Linked DNA regions of Sus scrofa: region 1 is linked to region 2. The links are chromatin contacts, called in public Hi-C maps. All regions are on one chromosome and are shown on one strand. The core of a region is the stretch at or near the end of the contact, and the rest is flanking DNA. Distances in the headings are between cores, read along the strand shown. Region 1 holds the start of OTUD3 (OTU domain-containing protein 3). Region 2 overlaps NBL1 (neuroblastoma suppressor of tumorigenicity 1).

Region 1 (3,818 bases), core at 991-3,490, 170 kb after region 2:
ACACCTCCACAGGCCTTGTTTTATTATAGGAAATGTGCACTCCCCACAGGCTTTGTTTACTGTAGGAAATTCGAATCTCTAGCCCACTCCTCAACTGATAGAAAAGGAATGAGAGGAATGGTGACTTAATCTAAGGAAAGAGAAGGACAAAGAAACCATAAAACTTATGGAACATTTCCAACTCTAAAAGCCCTATTGGACAAGGACTAATATAGGTAATTGAACAAAGCCAATGGGAGAAAACCGCATCTTTCTGGACCCCACTTTGGTACCCTCGCCACATTTAAGGAATAAAAACCCCCATAGGACAATAAAGAAGGGGGCTCTCCTCCCCCCTCCCAGCTGTCTTGGGAGCTATTTGCTTTCCTTTAGTAAAGACTTTGCTTGCTTGCTGCCTGTGTGTTCTCGGAGTTCATTCTTTGACTACCGTGAACGAGAACCCGGATTCTGGTATCATCTTTCTGGTATCAGTGGTTCAAGGGTGGGGATTGCTGGTAAGGATCAGGTCGTGTTCGGGGCCTGTATTCCTTTTTTTTTTTTTTTTTTTTAGGGCTGCACCTGTGGCATGTGAAATTTCCTGGCCTACACCACAGCCACAGCATCACTGGATCTAAGGAGTATTTCCAACCCATGCCACGCTTACACTGGAGCCTTAACCCACTGAGTGAGGCCAGGGATCAAACCCGAATCCTCATGGATACTGGTCAGGTTCTTAACCAGCTGAGCCACAATGGGAACTCCTTCTGTGATTTCTTTAAAATACTGGTTCTTAACCAGCTGAACCACAATGGGAACTCCTCCTGTGATTTCTTTAATCTGGCCTTGGGGGGGGGGTGTCTCCTGATGAGTTTCTGTGATTCTCAAAGTTATCAAACAGTGACCTCCTTTCCGGAGTGAAGGATGCTTCATCAAGCAGTTAACGGCTTCCATTAGTTGGGGCTTTTTTTTTTTTTTTTTTTCTTTTGTCTTTTTAGGGCCACACACATGGCATATGGAAGTTCCCAGTCTAGGGGTCCAATCTGAGCTACAGCTGCTCCTAAGCCACAGCCACAGCAACACAGAACACCAGTGGTGTCTGCGACCTACACCACAGCTCATGGCAACACTGAATCCTTAACCCAGTGAGCGAGGCCAGGGATCAAACCTGGGTCCTCATGGATACTAGTCAGGTTCATTAACTGCTGAGCCACGATGGGAACTCCCAGTTGTTTTTAGTTCAGTGGGATAACTCAAAGATATTGTTATGTATATTCCCTGAAGAGGAACCAGGATCCTGCCCCAAGGCTGCACTATTGTTTCTTTTTTCTTTCTTTTTCTCTCTCTTTTTTTTTTTTTTTTTGCTTTTTAGGGCCGCACCCGCGACATATGGAGGTGCCCAGGTTAGGGGTCTAATCAGAGCTACAGCTGCTGGCCTGCGCCAGAGCCACAGCAATGCAGGATCCGAGCCGTGCCTACCACCTACACCACAGCTCATGGCAACACGGATCCCCAACCCACTGAGCAAGGCCAGGGATTGAACCCACAACCTCATGGTTCCTAGCCTGGTGTTATAGTGAGCTGTGGTGTAGGTCACAGACTCGGCTCGGATCCCACATTGCTGTGGCTGTGGTGTAAGCTGGCAGCTACAGCTCCGTTTCAATCCCTAGCCTGGGAGCTTCCACATTCCTCCAGTGCAGCCCTAAAAAGACCAAAAAAAAAAAAAAAAAAAAAAAAAAAGAAAAGAAAGAGGGACCAGGACAAAGGAGAAGAGGGTATTATGCAGGAGAGAGGGGATTACTGACGGAGTTAGCTTCCAGGGTAGGTGGATGTCGTTTAGGGTCACCCATCAACCCTGGTTTGCTTGGGGCTGTCTCTGCTCTAAAACTGAAAGTCCTGCGTCCCTGGAAGACTCTTAATCCGGGCAAACCTAGATTGGTCACTTCAGAGTGGAATCAAAATTACAGAGGAGACAGTGTTCTGGACAAGGGCTACCTCTCCCTGCGTTATGAGCGAAGGTAGAGAGGTAGAGAGGGACAGGATTAAATAAAGTCCACGGGCTTTAAAGCAGTGATCGATCTCCTTGACCTTTTCCTGTTGCGCTCTCTTTTGGGTCCAACTGGCTCCTCACTTGGAGTACCACCCACCGCTAGGGGGAGGAGCGGAGCAAACAAAGACGGGTGCCCCTCTAGCTCTCTCAGGAGTGCTCTCTATGGCTCCTGTTCTCCTAGCCGGGGCGGGGGTGGGGGGCGTTCTGTCACGTGACCAGGTACCCAGAGCCGGCGCAGGCGCGGTCGCCGCGTCCCCGTCGCCGGGCTCTGTCGCCCGCGCCGCTTCGGGTTTTAGGCACTTGAGGCGGCTGCCTGACGGTCCTGCGGCTTTTCCTCTTACCGCTGCGGGCCGCAGGGCCAAGGCCATGTCCCGGAAGCAGGCGGCGAAGAGCCGGCCGGGCAGCGGCAGCCGGAAAGCCGAGGCCGAGCGCAAGCGGGACGAGCGCGCGGCGCGCCGGGCCCTAGCCAAGGAGCGGCGGAACCGGCCGGAGTCCGGCGGCGGCGGCGGCTGCGAAGAGGAGTTCGTTAGCTTCGCCAACCAACTGCAGGCCCTGGGGCTGAAGCTGCGGGAGGTGCCGGGGGACGGGTGAGGCGGGCCCGGGAGCGCGTAGGGGCGGTGGGGCGCTGCGCTTGGCGACTGTCGCGGGTTCTCGCCTGCCCATTCATCGGGCGGCCCAGAACGCCAGCCCCTTCCCAGTGCTGGGGGGTCCAGCAGCGAGCGAGGCGGCCAGGCTCCTCCCCTTGAGATGCTCGAGTAATCCCCAATTGCCTTGATAGTGGCAAAGGCCCCAAGCAAACAGTAAAGGGGTCCGGAGAGCCCCGTTAGATCGATGTCCAGGAAGGCTCCCCTGAAAGGTGACATTTAAGCTGAGATCTGAAGGAATGAGATGGAGCCAGTCAGTCGAAGAGCTGTCATAATGACGATCTTTTAGAAAGCGGTGCAAGCCCCGGTTGGTATAACGCTTGGCCTCCTTTGAGTTCTTATTACTGTTGGGTATTGCCCTCCTTTTACACTTGGGAAATGAGGTCTGTGAGGGCCTCTTGTTTACTGAGCTGAAAGCAGCTTCTCTAATTCTTACCTTCGTGGGCTTCAGTTTTTCCTCTGTAGGCAACCACACTTCCCCAAGCTTGCTTGGGCTTTAGACTGGAATCCAGTTTATTTAGAGAATATGGGATGAATAAATGGGATGGGAGGAAGGGAATGAGGGAGGGAAGGAAAAATGGCCTCAGAAAAGGGGATGTGGACCCAGGAGCATGGAGGGCAAAAGGAAAAGTGTAGGGGAGATAAATTAGCATCCCAGTGTAGGGATAGATAAAAGGAGTCTGGTTGCCAGAGTTTGTCACTCTGGAAGAGACAGAATTAACAGCCCAGCTGTCATTTGGGGGCTCAGATAGGGCAGAGGGAAGAATAAAATGAAGCTGAAGACCATGCAGAATTGCCTTAGCTGTTAGGCATGGACGTGGGGGAAGAAAGTATTTCTGGATTTCACCTTATATTGCAAGTATTTTCTGGCTTTCACCTTATGCTAATCAAAACTGTTTATAACTGTTTATAATTGTTACTGGCTGTAGGTTACCTTTTCCACTTTTCCTACGTATGCACAGTGCTTCAGGCAGGTTGGATTTAGAGCTTGATTGCAGTTTATTCACCACCACCTGGCACAGTGTCTGATACTCAGAAGGCATTCATAGCATTTTTTTTTTTTAAATGGCTGCACCCACAGCATATGGAAGTTCCTGGGCCAGGGCTGAATCTGAGCTGCAGCTGTAGATCCCTTCACTCACTGAGCT
Region 2 (3,598 bases), core at 330-2,829:
TAGAGATGTGCCTTGGGGAGGGGGTGGAAGTTGGCTAAGCTGCTGCGTTGGGAGGAGGCTGTCCAAGATGGCAGGAGCCAGGCCAAGGCCCGCACGGCCCCTGGTGGGGCCGGACCCTGGGGGTGCAGATGGTGGCCCTGGGCCCTGAGCTGAGGGCGGGCACCTTGCCAGCCACAACCCGGAGGGCAGACTCAGAAGACCACTGGCAGAAGCAGGAAGCTCTAGCTCCACAGGCCTTCCGCCCCATTCCCCCTCCCTGGGGCAGCTTCTTCTGGTGGCGCTGAGGTGGCCCTCCCTCCGTGGCATGGTTGGGAGTCAGGCCTGGGCAGGACCCTGCTGACTCATGGCCCTGGAGCTGGGAGCCAGGCCGCCTGGCTTCCTTGTCTTTCCAGGGGCAGAGGAGGTGAGGGAGGAGGAGTCCTGCTGGGCCAGCGGGAGGCGGTGACCCCCTGGACCAGACGCACGGCCCTCCTTGCCCTCTCTCGGATCTTTGTCTCCCGCTGCCCCCCCACGTCCCGCGCCCCTCCAAGCTGACGGAGCCGGCCTCACCCCCTTGGGAAGCTCTTTCTGAATATCTGACGGTGGGGAGAGGTCTCCCTGACCCAGAGGTTCCCAGGAGGGACCGGCTGGGAAGGACCCTGGCTGAGCCCCAAGAAACGAGGAAGAGGAGGGGCGCGGGTTCATGGGCCGGCTCTCCAGCTGCCCCGTACCCACCTCCCTCCTCCCAGCTGCACTTTAGCCCCAGAGGCAGTGCGGGGCCCTGGGGGCGGGCGAGCGGGCAGGGAAGGATGCCCTCCAGGACCCACAGCCGCCTGCGTCTGCCCTCTGTCCCCAGGGCTGCTGCCAGCCCCTCCTGCCCCCCAGGCCGAGGGGTGCCCACCCTCACGGCTGTTCCGACAAGAGCTTCTGGAGCTTGTAACCAGTAGATTGTCTCACCCCCAAACCCTCAGTTTTCTCATGAATAAATTCGTTCAATGCCTGTGTCCTCCTCACTGGCTGGTTCAGCTGGGCTCCCCGAGGGGACGGAGTCGGCTGCACATCGAGCCCTGAGCAGACCCACTGGCAGCGGCGCCGCTCACAGCCGCTCCCTGCATCCCAGTGGCCTGCGCTTTCCTGCCCTGTTGTGCCCCCCACACCCCCCTGTTCCCACCTCCTAACTTGGGCGTCTATGTCTGGTCTCCAATACACCTGTGGCTGGGCCTCCAGAACCCCTTTTCTGACGTTGGCCCTTCACCCCTCGGGCTTGCCTCATGGCATCTCTTCACCCTCCCAGTGACCCAGCATTAGCCCTTCCCTGTACCCCAGCCTGGCTTGGCTTCTGGAGAAGGGGCAGCAGACCCGAGCAGTGGTCACAAGTCGATATACGAGGTGGGGTGCTGTGCCGAGTAGTTGACATAAAATTAACTCGCTTAATCCCTGCCACCACTCCGTGATGCAGACACTGCCCTCGTTTTACGGAGGAGGCATCTGAGGTACAGAAGGATTGAGTAACTTCCCCGGGGGGGAGAAATGTCTCCAATAGGTCTTGTGCCCAGTTGAGAAATAGTTCCAATAAGACTTGCACGCAGCCATCTGGTTGAATCACTCTTCTCGGTATAACCTTCGTAATTGACATTTGTTGGTCACCTACCACATGCCAGGCTGAGCGGTGGACAACGCTGTAGTGCTTCAGCGGAGCTTGGAGTCCCCCAGATTCTCCATCAAGACTGGGCTGGTGGTGTGGGTAAACGCTATGATTTCTTCATTGCAGGCGTTGCTCTACCCACCAATACCAAGCAGTTTATATATGTTATTTCTAATCCATGGAGGATGTTCGTTTTGTAAATATGAGAGCATTTGTGGGCGATTCGCCCAAGCTGGGAAGCAGCAGCGCCCGGATTCCAATCTAGCGCCCTCTAGCAATAACATGTTGTACTACACACGATTTCCTTTGGATACCAAGCCTTCCTTCCCTTCATGGCTGCTTTGCACCGTTGTGTAGGTTGTGTACTGCCCCACTACAGAATGGTGCTTCTTGCAGTTGTGCAGGACACAACTATCTCGAGTGGCCCTGTGTCCCCTGACATGGAATTGGGTTGGAGAGAAGTATAAATTTCCTGCACGCAGACCTCAGTGACCTCTCAGGCAGAGATAAGCCCTGGCTATTATGTGTCATTCTATATATATTCTATATATGTGTCATTCTACACAGCTGGAGGTGGGCAGAAACTGGAGGGTGCAGAGAAAGTACTGCGGGGCTTCCGAGGACTCAGAGACCAGGTCTACGTGAAGGACTTCCTGGGGGCAGTGTCCTTGGGATTGGGCTTCAGAGATTATCTTTGCAGGATGAGCCTTGGTCAGGAGCTGCCTCCATCCTATGTATGTAAAAAGGTGAGGTATAAATTCATAGATATGTAAATTAATAAGAAACTGGTTGGAAAGGAGGCAGGAAGGTGGATGGGCCTGGCTGGCGCTAGACCTGGAATGCTAGCCAGAGTTCAGACTTCACACTCTTTGCAGTAAGGGCCGTGGAGGTGTCTGCACAGAACAGGGTTTAAGCTAAAAGAAATGAGGTCTCCTGTGAGGAGGTGGAGGGGAAGGCTGGAGATCTGCCAGAGGCTGCAGTAGTCCCAGCAGGAGGGGCTGGAGGCAGGAATCGGGTAGGGATTTTGGAGCGCTAGGGGGTGGGGCCTTGGTAGAGAGGCGGGGTCACATAGGAGAGGCCCTGCTGATTGGATTTGGAAGCAGGAATGGGAAGAGCCAGGTTTGCTGGAGCGGAAAAGCATCGCTAGCTGGGCCAGCCTGCCAATGGGAGTGAGATGTGGAATAGTGATGGCCAGTTTTTCTTTTCCCAATCTCCAACTGAACGATCAAGACAGACCAGAAGAAAAAGCGCAAGCCCCCTTCACCATTCTCCCCCAACTCTCGAAAGGGCAGAAAGATTTAAAATCTTTACGAGGGAGGACTTCCCGTCAGGGCGCAGCGACTAGGAACCATGAAGTTGCAAGTTTGATTCCTGGCTTCGCTCAGTGGGTTAAGGATCTGGCGTTGCCGTGAGCTGTGCTGTAGGTCGCAGACGTGGCTCAGATCCTGCACTGCTGTGGCTGTGGTGTAGGCTGGTGGCTACAGCTCCGATTAGACAGACCCCTACCCTGGGAACCTCCATATGCTGCGGATGCAGCCCTGAAAAGACAAAAAAGACCAAAAAAAAAAAAAATCTTTACAAGGGAAACCTCTGTCTATGCTGGCCCCTCTCTGTATCATACCCACCTCACTCCCAGGGTCGTCGAGAGCTTTGCACGAATCAGTGTACATGCAGAGCTTGAAACGGTGCCTGGCAGGACCCCAGTGAACATCAGCTGTTATAATAATATGTATATTTTTTGCCTACACCTGCAGCATGTGAAAGTTCCCAGGCCAGGTATTGAACCTGCGCCACAGCACTGGATCCTTAACTGCTAGGTCATCAGGGAACTCCTATAATAATCATTATTGAGAATGGGTGATCGGCTCACAACCACTGGTGGTTGGGCTAATAGTTTTGTTCATTCATTCATTGAACATATATTTATTGGCAGCCTAATATTTGCTGAGGATACAGCAGTGAACAAAACTAACC

The links. A called contact is a pair of places that touch in the nucleus more often than the background predicts.
Region 1: a contact with region 2 is called in a Hi-C map of embryonic fibroblasts, with 4 times the contacts expected there. The contact joins the promoter of OTUD3 here to the enhancer-like site in region 2. A contact is called at or near these places in 1 of 5 promoter capture datasets (liver) and 12 of 47 Hi-C or Micro-C datasets (alveolar macrophages, brain, embryonic fibroblasts and 8 more).

The regions. Positions count from the first base shown.
Region 1 is chr6:78,239,364-78,243,181 of Sscrofa11.1, forward strand. It overlaps OTUD3 (OTU domain-containing protein 3), which reads left to right and starts at 2,241. Exons shown (of 7, transcript XM_021095472.1): 1 at 2,241-2,613. The coding sequence starts at 2,393.
Region 2 is chr6:78,070,627-78,074,224 of Sscrofa11.1, forward strand. It overlaps NBL1 (neuroblastoma suppressor of tumorigenicity 1), which reads left to right. Exons shown (of 4, transcript XM_021095466.1): 4 at 1-983. Among named protein-coding and RNA genes, the nearest start is that of HTR6, 4.9 kb to the right of the region's middle. Within about 2 kb of position 1,580, at least 10 of the 83 cell types and tissues checked have an H3K27ac peak or open chromatin away from gene starts, as enhancers often do. A contact at or near this core is called in alveolar macrophages, embryonic fibroblasts, omental adipose tissue and 2 more, where this site is marked.